Linked DNA regions of Mus musculus: region 2 is linked to region 1. The links are chromatin contacts, called in public promoter capture Hi-C maps. All regions are on one chromosome and are shown on one strand. Each heading gives the region's core, a stretch centred on a gene start, on an enhancer-like site or on the middle of the called end of the contact. The rest is flanking DNA. Distances are from core to core; before and after follow the strand shown.

Evidence for each region. Capture Hi-C pulls out chosen DNA fragments and counts their contacts.
Region 2: a contact with region 1 is called in a promoter capture Hi-C map of adipose tissue. The contact joins two enhancer-like sites. A contact is called at or near these places in 2 of 115 datasets of contacts at active chromatin or transcription factors (embryonic stem cells and memory CD8 T cells) and 3 of 9 other capture datasets (adipose tissue, liver and pancreatic islet).

Annotation. Positions count from the first base shown.
Region 1 is chr14:47,393,131-47,396,852 of GRCm38.p6, reverse strand. Dlgap5 (DLG associated protein 5) reads left to right here. Exons shown (of 19, transcript NM_144553.2): 14 at 879-1,098; 15 at 2,536-2,716. Among named protein-coding and RNA genes, the nearest start is that of Lgals3, 21 kb to the right of the region's middle. Within about 2 kb of position 1,647, at least 74 of the 459 cell types and tissues checked have an H3K27ac peak or open chromatin away from gene starts, as enhancers often do. A contact at or near this core is called in adipose tissue, where this site is marked.
Region 2 is chr14:47,503,044-47,506,791 of GRCm38.p6, reverse strand. All of the region lies in intron 1 of Fbxo34 (F-box protein 34), which reads right to left. Gm35166 (a long non-coding RNA gene) reads left to right here. Exons shown (of 2, transcript XR_383410.3): 2 at 3,468-3,748. Among named protein-coding and RNA genes, the nearest start is that of Gm35166, 3.3 kb to the left of the region's middle. Within about 2 kb of position 2,026, at least 12 of the 459 cell types and tissues checked have an H3K27ac peak or open chromatin away from gene starts, as enhancers often do. A contact at or near this core is called in adipose tissue, where this site is marked.

The DNA of each region.
Region 1 (3,722 bases), core at 398-2,897:
AGCCCTGACTCAAGCCATTTTAAACATAACAGTTGATATTGATCTTTGATTTGATGGGTCCTTTGTGAAGCTTACAGCTGTGGGATCTAAGATTAGCAAGCCTTATAACATTCAGCACCATGACAGGTTCTGTGGGAAGCATGCCCCCCAGTCTGGGTCTGGTATTTTCTGTGTCAATGACTGGCAGGCAACAATATGAAATAGCTGGTGGGCATGGAACAAAATGGCTACAGCTATGCTGGGGGCGCAGGGACAGGCTTAGCAGAATCCTCCTGCCTCAGCTTCCAGGATGCTGGGATTACAGACTTGCTCCTGACATACTGTGGGTATTTCTTAATTGTGTGTTTAGCTCTCAAAGTAATTTATCAGTGTCTCTATCATATAAGAATTGTAATTCTGCCTGTGACCACCAGATGTCTCTCCTTCTACATTGTTTGGTTGTTTGGAGAGAACTTTATGAAACCTCATCCACCAGCCCCCATCCCCACCTCCTCCAACAAGGGCATACCTACTTCAGCAGGGCCACCTCTAATTCTGCCTTAACAGTTCTGACTGGGGACCAGCCATTCCCACGCATGAGCCTATGGGGGTCGTTTTCATCCACACCATCAGACGCCACAAGGTGGTGCTCAGTCGGTGGGATGATGTCCCCTTAATATCAGCTGGTCCTGAGCTGAAACAGGTGTGCATTCAAGCCATGGGGGACAACATAGTGAGACCCTGTCTCAGAATAAAAGTTAAAAGGGCTACGGACTTAACTTCAGTGGAAGAACGATTTCCTGGTATGCACAGGGAGGGCTCTGGGGTCAGTCCTCAGTACCACAGGAACAGGAGAAGGTGGTAATGAACATACCTTTAATTACTATTTCTCCTTGCAGAAAAAAATTGTGCCCGGTAGAACAAGCAAAGCAAAGCAGGATGACGACGGACGAGCGGCAGCTAGGAGTCGCCTTGCAGCCATAAAGAATGCAATGAAAGGCAGGCCACAGCAGGAAGTGCAGGCCCACGCAGCAGCTCCGGAGAACACAAAGGAAGTTGACAAAATAGTGTTTGATGCTGGGTTTTTCAGAATCGAGAGCCCAGTGAAGTCATTCTCAGGTTTGTAGCTTTGCTGAGACTGAAGAGCGGTGTTTGGGCCAACTGGGGGCTGGAGTGAATGGTGGAGAGTGACTTTCCCATGAAAGAGCCCACACGCTGATGGCTAGAAGTGGGTTCTGTGCTGGCAAGCCTGCGTGCACATCAAATATTGAGACGAGTGCGGGCTTGTGCCTGTTCTCCAAGTGATGCCATAGCTGTCTCTGCCATGCAGTGCCAGTCTGTCTGTGAGGTTCCGAGACAAGCTGGGCTAGGGGTACAATGCAGAGGAAGCAGACCTGAGCCATCACACTTCCCTCAGCCATGCCCTTCTGCACGGGGGTTGAGGGAGTCATCTGTGCTGCTGTGTTTGAGATCCTTGGGGGCAAACTCAGCTTGACATATGGTTAGCAAGCACTTGTCCCTCCAGACATAGCCTCCTTTTCTGAAATCCTCTCTTTTTAGACAAGGCTTGGCTAAGTTTCCCAGGCTGTCCTTGGACTCACACAGGCCTGTAGCTTGCTGTCTGAGCCTCTGGAGAGGATGTGGTGTCGGGCTTGTGCCACCAGCCCCCACTGCGCATCCCTGTATTCAACAGTCTCCTGTACGCTACCCACGTGAGGTCATTCTCTTACCTCCTGCTAGGACTGTGGTTCTGGCAGCAGCTGCTCAAGTGCCATGTTGGAGGAAGCCGAGTATCTCAGCAGTTTATCTGTAATGCTTTCTTGTTCCCCTGTTCCCATGACTAGCCTATGTTTCAGCGGTGTTTGGTAACCATCTACAGCAGGATACAGCTGATGTCTCAACTTACCAGGAAAGACTCTCTTTTGACTCGGGGTTTCTCTGTGTGGCCCTTGCTGGTCACTATATAGACCAGGCTGGCGTCAAACTCACAGAGATCTCTTACCTCTTCCTAAGTGCTGAGATAAAGGTGTGCGCCGCCACTCCTCTGAGTCAACGCTCTTGACCCAAGCACTTGTTGCCTGCGTTAGCTAGGGATAGCCCACTTGCTAATTTACATTATACCTTCTAAAACATTCTTCCTGTAGAGGTGCACCTCTTCGTCTTTCTTTCTAAGTTTTAGTTTGATTTTATGTACCTTTACCTACACTTTGTCCACACCACGTGTGTGCCTGATGCCTGTGGAAGTCAGAGGAGAATATCAGATCCCCGGGACCTGGAGTTAGAGCTGTCGTGAAATATCACTAGGTGCTGGGAACCAAACCTGGCTCCTCCGGGAGAACAGCCAGTGTCCTTAACAACTGAGCCTCTCGGCAGCCTTTTGCATCATAGGCATGGCATATGAAAGCTAAGCACGGGCTAACGTGACGATCCTCTTGTCCCACAAAGCCCCTGGTACTGGACAGTAACAGATGTTGACAAGAGCAGGCTCTGTGCCTCCTCTCTGAACAGAGACTGGCCGGAAAGACTTGCTATGGGGCTTGTTCTTCTTATTTCCAGTCCTGTCTTCTGAACGTCGTTCTCAAAGATTTGGAACACCTCTGTCTGCCAGCAAAGTTGTGCCTGAGGGCAGGGCTGCAGGGGACCTTCTGAGACAGAAGATGCCACTGAAGAAGCCGGACCCTCAGAGCAGCAAGAGCGAGCATGTTGATCGGACGTTTTCAGATGGTCTTGAAAGCAGGTATCTCTTTCATGTGTACTGTGAGTTTAGTGGTATTGACGTGAGCTATCGTTCCATATGGTTAAGCTGGTAAAGTATATATATCAGCCGTATGTTTCTAATTAAACTTCACATGTAACCCTGTAACATGTGGGCAAGGCTTCCTCTTTTCTAAGGAAACAGACTTCAGATTTCAGGTTGGAACCAACTCTAGTGTTGGTAATCATAGCCACTCAGGGGCTGAGGTGGAAGGATTATTTCGCCAGCAGTTTGGAGCCAGCTTTAGCAACACTGCCTGTCTTAAAGCACCAGGACTGAAGTTGGTAAGTGGTCCTGATGCAATTGGCAGAAGTGTACCGTGCAGTACAAGGGAGAGAAGCAGTGTGGTATCCTCTGGTGAGAGAAAGTGCCCAGTGTGTGCAGACAACCTAGACATCGCTTTAGGTCATTAGCTAGCCAACCCTTAGAGTAGCCCTGCCAGGGACGGGGAGAGAAACTTAAGTGGTATCTTAATGAAGTTTAGCTTGTAGTTGCTCAAACTGATCCATTCTCTACACAATTGCATCAGCATAACCTAAGCTGTCCTTCCGGTGGCTCATAGATAAGTGTGCAGCTCATCTGAGGGGGAAGAGGAACCTTAAACAAGTAGGAAATTGTAATCTGATGTCTGGAGAAGATGTTGGACTTGTTATTAACCTGAAGTTTGAAAAATGTTAGCCGGGCAATGGTGGCGCACGCCTTTAATCCCAGCACTATAATGTCTTTTTAAACTTTTGATATATGCCAAAAGCATTTTCATCCTTTAGGGCCTCAAAAATGCTTTTGGTATTATAAAAATCTGTTTTGTAAGATATCAATTTATTATCATACTTTGTATAATTTATTATTAGACTTTATATAATTTATAGTTTATTATCTATATTAAGAAGACCTGTAATAGCAGTTGAGTCATATTGTTACTGGGGCCAGCAAGATAGCTCAGTGGGTCACTTGTTTTGCAAGCCTGTGGCCTTCACACACACACACA
Region 2 (3,748 bases), core at 777-3,276, 110 kb before region 1:
GCTTTAACAGAAGTTTTAACAAAACCATGACTGTGCATTAAGAACTTTCTCACCGTAGAGCTTTAAGGACTTTTGAGACTTAGAGACTAGGTCTCAGTATGTCACCTTGGGCAGACTCAAACATGATCTTCCTGCCTAAGTTCCAGAACAGCCAGCCCTACACAGGGTTCCTTATCTAGGGAAGAAAAGAAAAAAGTGTCTACTGCGAACCTGTGAACAGAGACCCCAAGCTGGCACATTCCTGCCATCCTGACTGTTGGAAGTGCTCTGTGAAAGCAACTGGGAGCAGGCTCAGGCTCTCCCACCATGGCTACCCACATTACCTCTAAGGCTAACAGAAGAGCTTGCTAAGGGGTCTGCTCAACTACACGCTGTCCTAGCCACAAGGCCCAGGGCCTGGAGAAGCTTTTCAAACCTGCAGTAATGGCAGTGATGGACTGTTTCCTGGTATGCACAAGGTTCCAAGCTCAATCCTCACTCCAGCAAAAGTAAAATAAGAAAAGCCCGGTATAGGTCTCTCTAGACCATGTTTTCAAAGGTCCCTCGTTATTTATAGATTCTGTATTTCAAATTCACATAGGCAATGCCAAGGCAAATGCAGGCCAGTTTCATAACCAAGAATATCCCACTTTTTCACTGAAGGAAATCTGATGAACACAATTCAAGGTGATTTTTCACATGGAGAAAGTTCTGGAGGAGGTCCTTCCAGACACCACAGATGATGGTCTTGAACATACGCTTGTAAAGAAACTTGGACCAATCCTCTTGCCCACCCCTTCCTTCCAAAAAGAGAAGCATTTCTGAGGAAAGCACTGGGAATTACAAGGTCTGAAAACAGCAATTAGCCATGTCTAGTCTGACCTAGATTTCATCACATCAGCTAGGGGTAAGAACAACAACAACAACAATAACAAAAACCTCTCGCCTGCAAAAGACAATAGTGTCAGAAGACTGAAAAGAGGAACAGAGACTGTAAAAACCTAGCAACTGGATACTCTTATAAGTAGATCTTTACTGTAGTTACTGAAGGGACAATGGGTCCCATAGACTCAAGTATTTGAATGCTCGTTTTCCTGGTTGGTTAAACTGTTTGGGAAGGTTTAGGAGGCGCGGCCTTGCTGGAGGAAGTGTGTTACTGGAGGGCTTTCTCTCTCTGCCTCTGTTCAGAGTGGTGGCTCTAGTGCCATGCCTGTTTGCTGGCTGCCATGTTCCCACCATGATGGATTCGCCCTCTGAAACTGTAAGCAGGCCCCCAGTTAAATGTCCTTTCTTAAAAGTTGCCTTTGTCATGGTGTCTCCTTACAGCAACAGAACAGAAACTAAAACCACCACCATTCCTCACAATGTTGAATGCCCACTTTCACCTGGGTCCATGTGGAATCCACATGTACGGTGTTGCAAGGGACTCTGAGGTATCTACTCACGTTAGTTACAATAGTTATTGTCTCAAACCACAAACATCTTCTGAAAAATTAAACCATGTGTGTGAAACATAGGTATTTAGCTCAGTGGTAACCTAACACGCAAGACCCTGGGTTCAATATTCAGCACAGAAACAAACAACCAAAACAAAACCAAAAAAGAGGTAAGATGTACTCCTTAATAGAGGAATCTAAGAATTTAATTGACCCAGAAGTTTACACCCTCATTCCTTCTCACCTCCTTTCCTTTTCATATGTTTTGAGACTGAGTGCCAAGCTTGTTTTAATCTGTAATGATCGTTCTGCCTCTGTCTCTGAAGTTCTGTTTCCATTTTAAATCATCACCTTGTTTCCCATGGCATTTCTTCACTGGTCATGCATGGATCTGTCAGTAAAAACAAGGCAGGAGAATGTGCAGTAGTGGAATATGACATGGCCTGCCTGCTCTGAAGTGAAGGGCACTGGCCGTCTTAGCAGGCCATTCCCATGATGCCTAAGACCCAAACTCTCACTAGAGTAAAGCAGTTAACTGCCTACCAGAGTGGATGTGAGTGACTGGGTCACTCGAGCCAGCCACTGACGGACAACTGGAATCGCTAAGGAATTAGCAACAGTGAGATATCACGGTTCCAGCTCTTCTGAAGAGCAAACAGTGTGCTCTGACACTGCTTCCTCTTCCCACATACTCATAAGCAAACAAGCAACCACAGGTCATTCAGTTTTCCAAAAAGCCCTCGACTGCAACTGCTGGGGGCCGATCTTCTCTGCCCCTGGGTGGGTTATGAGCTTGGCCTCAGCATGCTGATAAACCTCATACGATAGATATTGCATCAAGAATGGTTTCTCTCCAGTTATTGGGGCATCGGCTCATCCCGGGACTTGAGCAAGAGTCTCCCCAGAAACAGGGGTCTTTCACAACCACTACAGATACACTTCAAGAAAGTGAAAAATTCCCCTCCACAATAAGCAAAGTCTTTTCCTGACTTGCAAACCAATTGGAGGTTGGCCAGGCTTATTTCGAAATCCCTTTAATAGCTGAAGTCATTTACCTATTTTATCAAGAATTTCTGGAAACAAAAACATGAGGTAAAGGACTCGGATGCTGAAGAACACTGAGTTAGCTGTAAGGTAAACATCAGAGAACATCATCCCAAAGCCACAGAAACAGGAAGTCAAGGACAAGAGCTGCTTCAGTGATTAAGCGCTAGCCTGACAAGTGTGAGGACCAGATGCCCAGCCCTCAGTTAGGGAATGCCAGGCAGGCTGGCCAGCTGCCTGTAATCTCAGCACTTGGGAGGCAGAGACACACAGACTCCTGGGCAAGCTGGATGGCTAGGCTAGCCAGAATTGGTGAGCTCTAGGTTCAAAGAGAGATCCTGCATCAATAACTAGAAGGTGATGAAAGATAATATGAACATATGTGTGTTCACACACATACACACACCTAACAATTCAAACAAACAGGTAGCAGGAGAAGGCTAAAATGGAATGGCCAACATCTTCCTGAGACATTATCCGATTTCTCTCTCTTTTGTCACAGTATACTTATCTGCCCTTCCCCCTTCCCCCCCTTGCAATACGCTGTGGGTCCTCTGAGAGCGTTACAACAGATGGTTCTCTGGACTTCAGAGGTGATGAGAGGTAACGCTGCAGAGCTGGGCATGCTGACATGCTAAATAAAACTTAAAACTATAAAAGCAATCTCAAAACCAGGGTCTCTAACTTGCTTCCATCTCTGGAGTTCCTAATCTGACTAAAGTTCTTCCATAAGGAATGGCAGTCCTAAGTTCTCCTCCCTATAACCTGGAGAACAGGAAAGAGTGACTTTCAGGAAAAGATGGCTGGGATAACACTATGTCCAGAGCTCAGATGAACTTTGCCCCTGACTGTTATTGTCTGTTCTTGGTGGCTATTAATCTTCCCTTAAAACCATTTACTCAAAATACTCAAAAACTGCATGTATCCTCAGCTTCCAGTGTCCCTAGGAAGAATATACAAAAATGTGCATGCCTTTTCTCTTGCTAATCTATTGTGGTTTGTCACCAGAACTCAATTTTGGAGCCTTCAGAGAGGAAGAGAAGTTCCTCTAACACCTGCACAGTGATCAAGTACAGAGACCCTGGCCCAGGATATACAGTAAAGTGGTAAACACCCAACAAACGTGTGTCTCTGCAGCGTGTGCTGACTCAGTGGTGCAAGCGTCTTACTGAAGTGTCCCAAGCTATCGAATGTTACTTATTACTCAGGCCAAAGTTAACAAACTCACAAGCACATGCATCGCCAAGGAAAGCAGAGGAGGAGAAGAGGCGCCGTGTGACTGGAGCTGC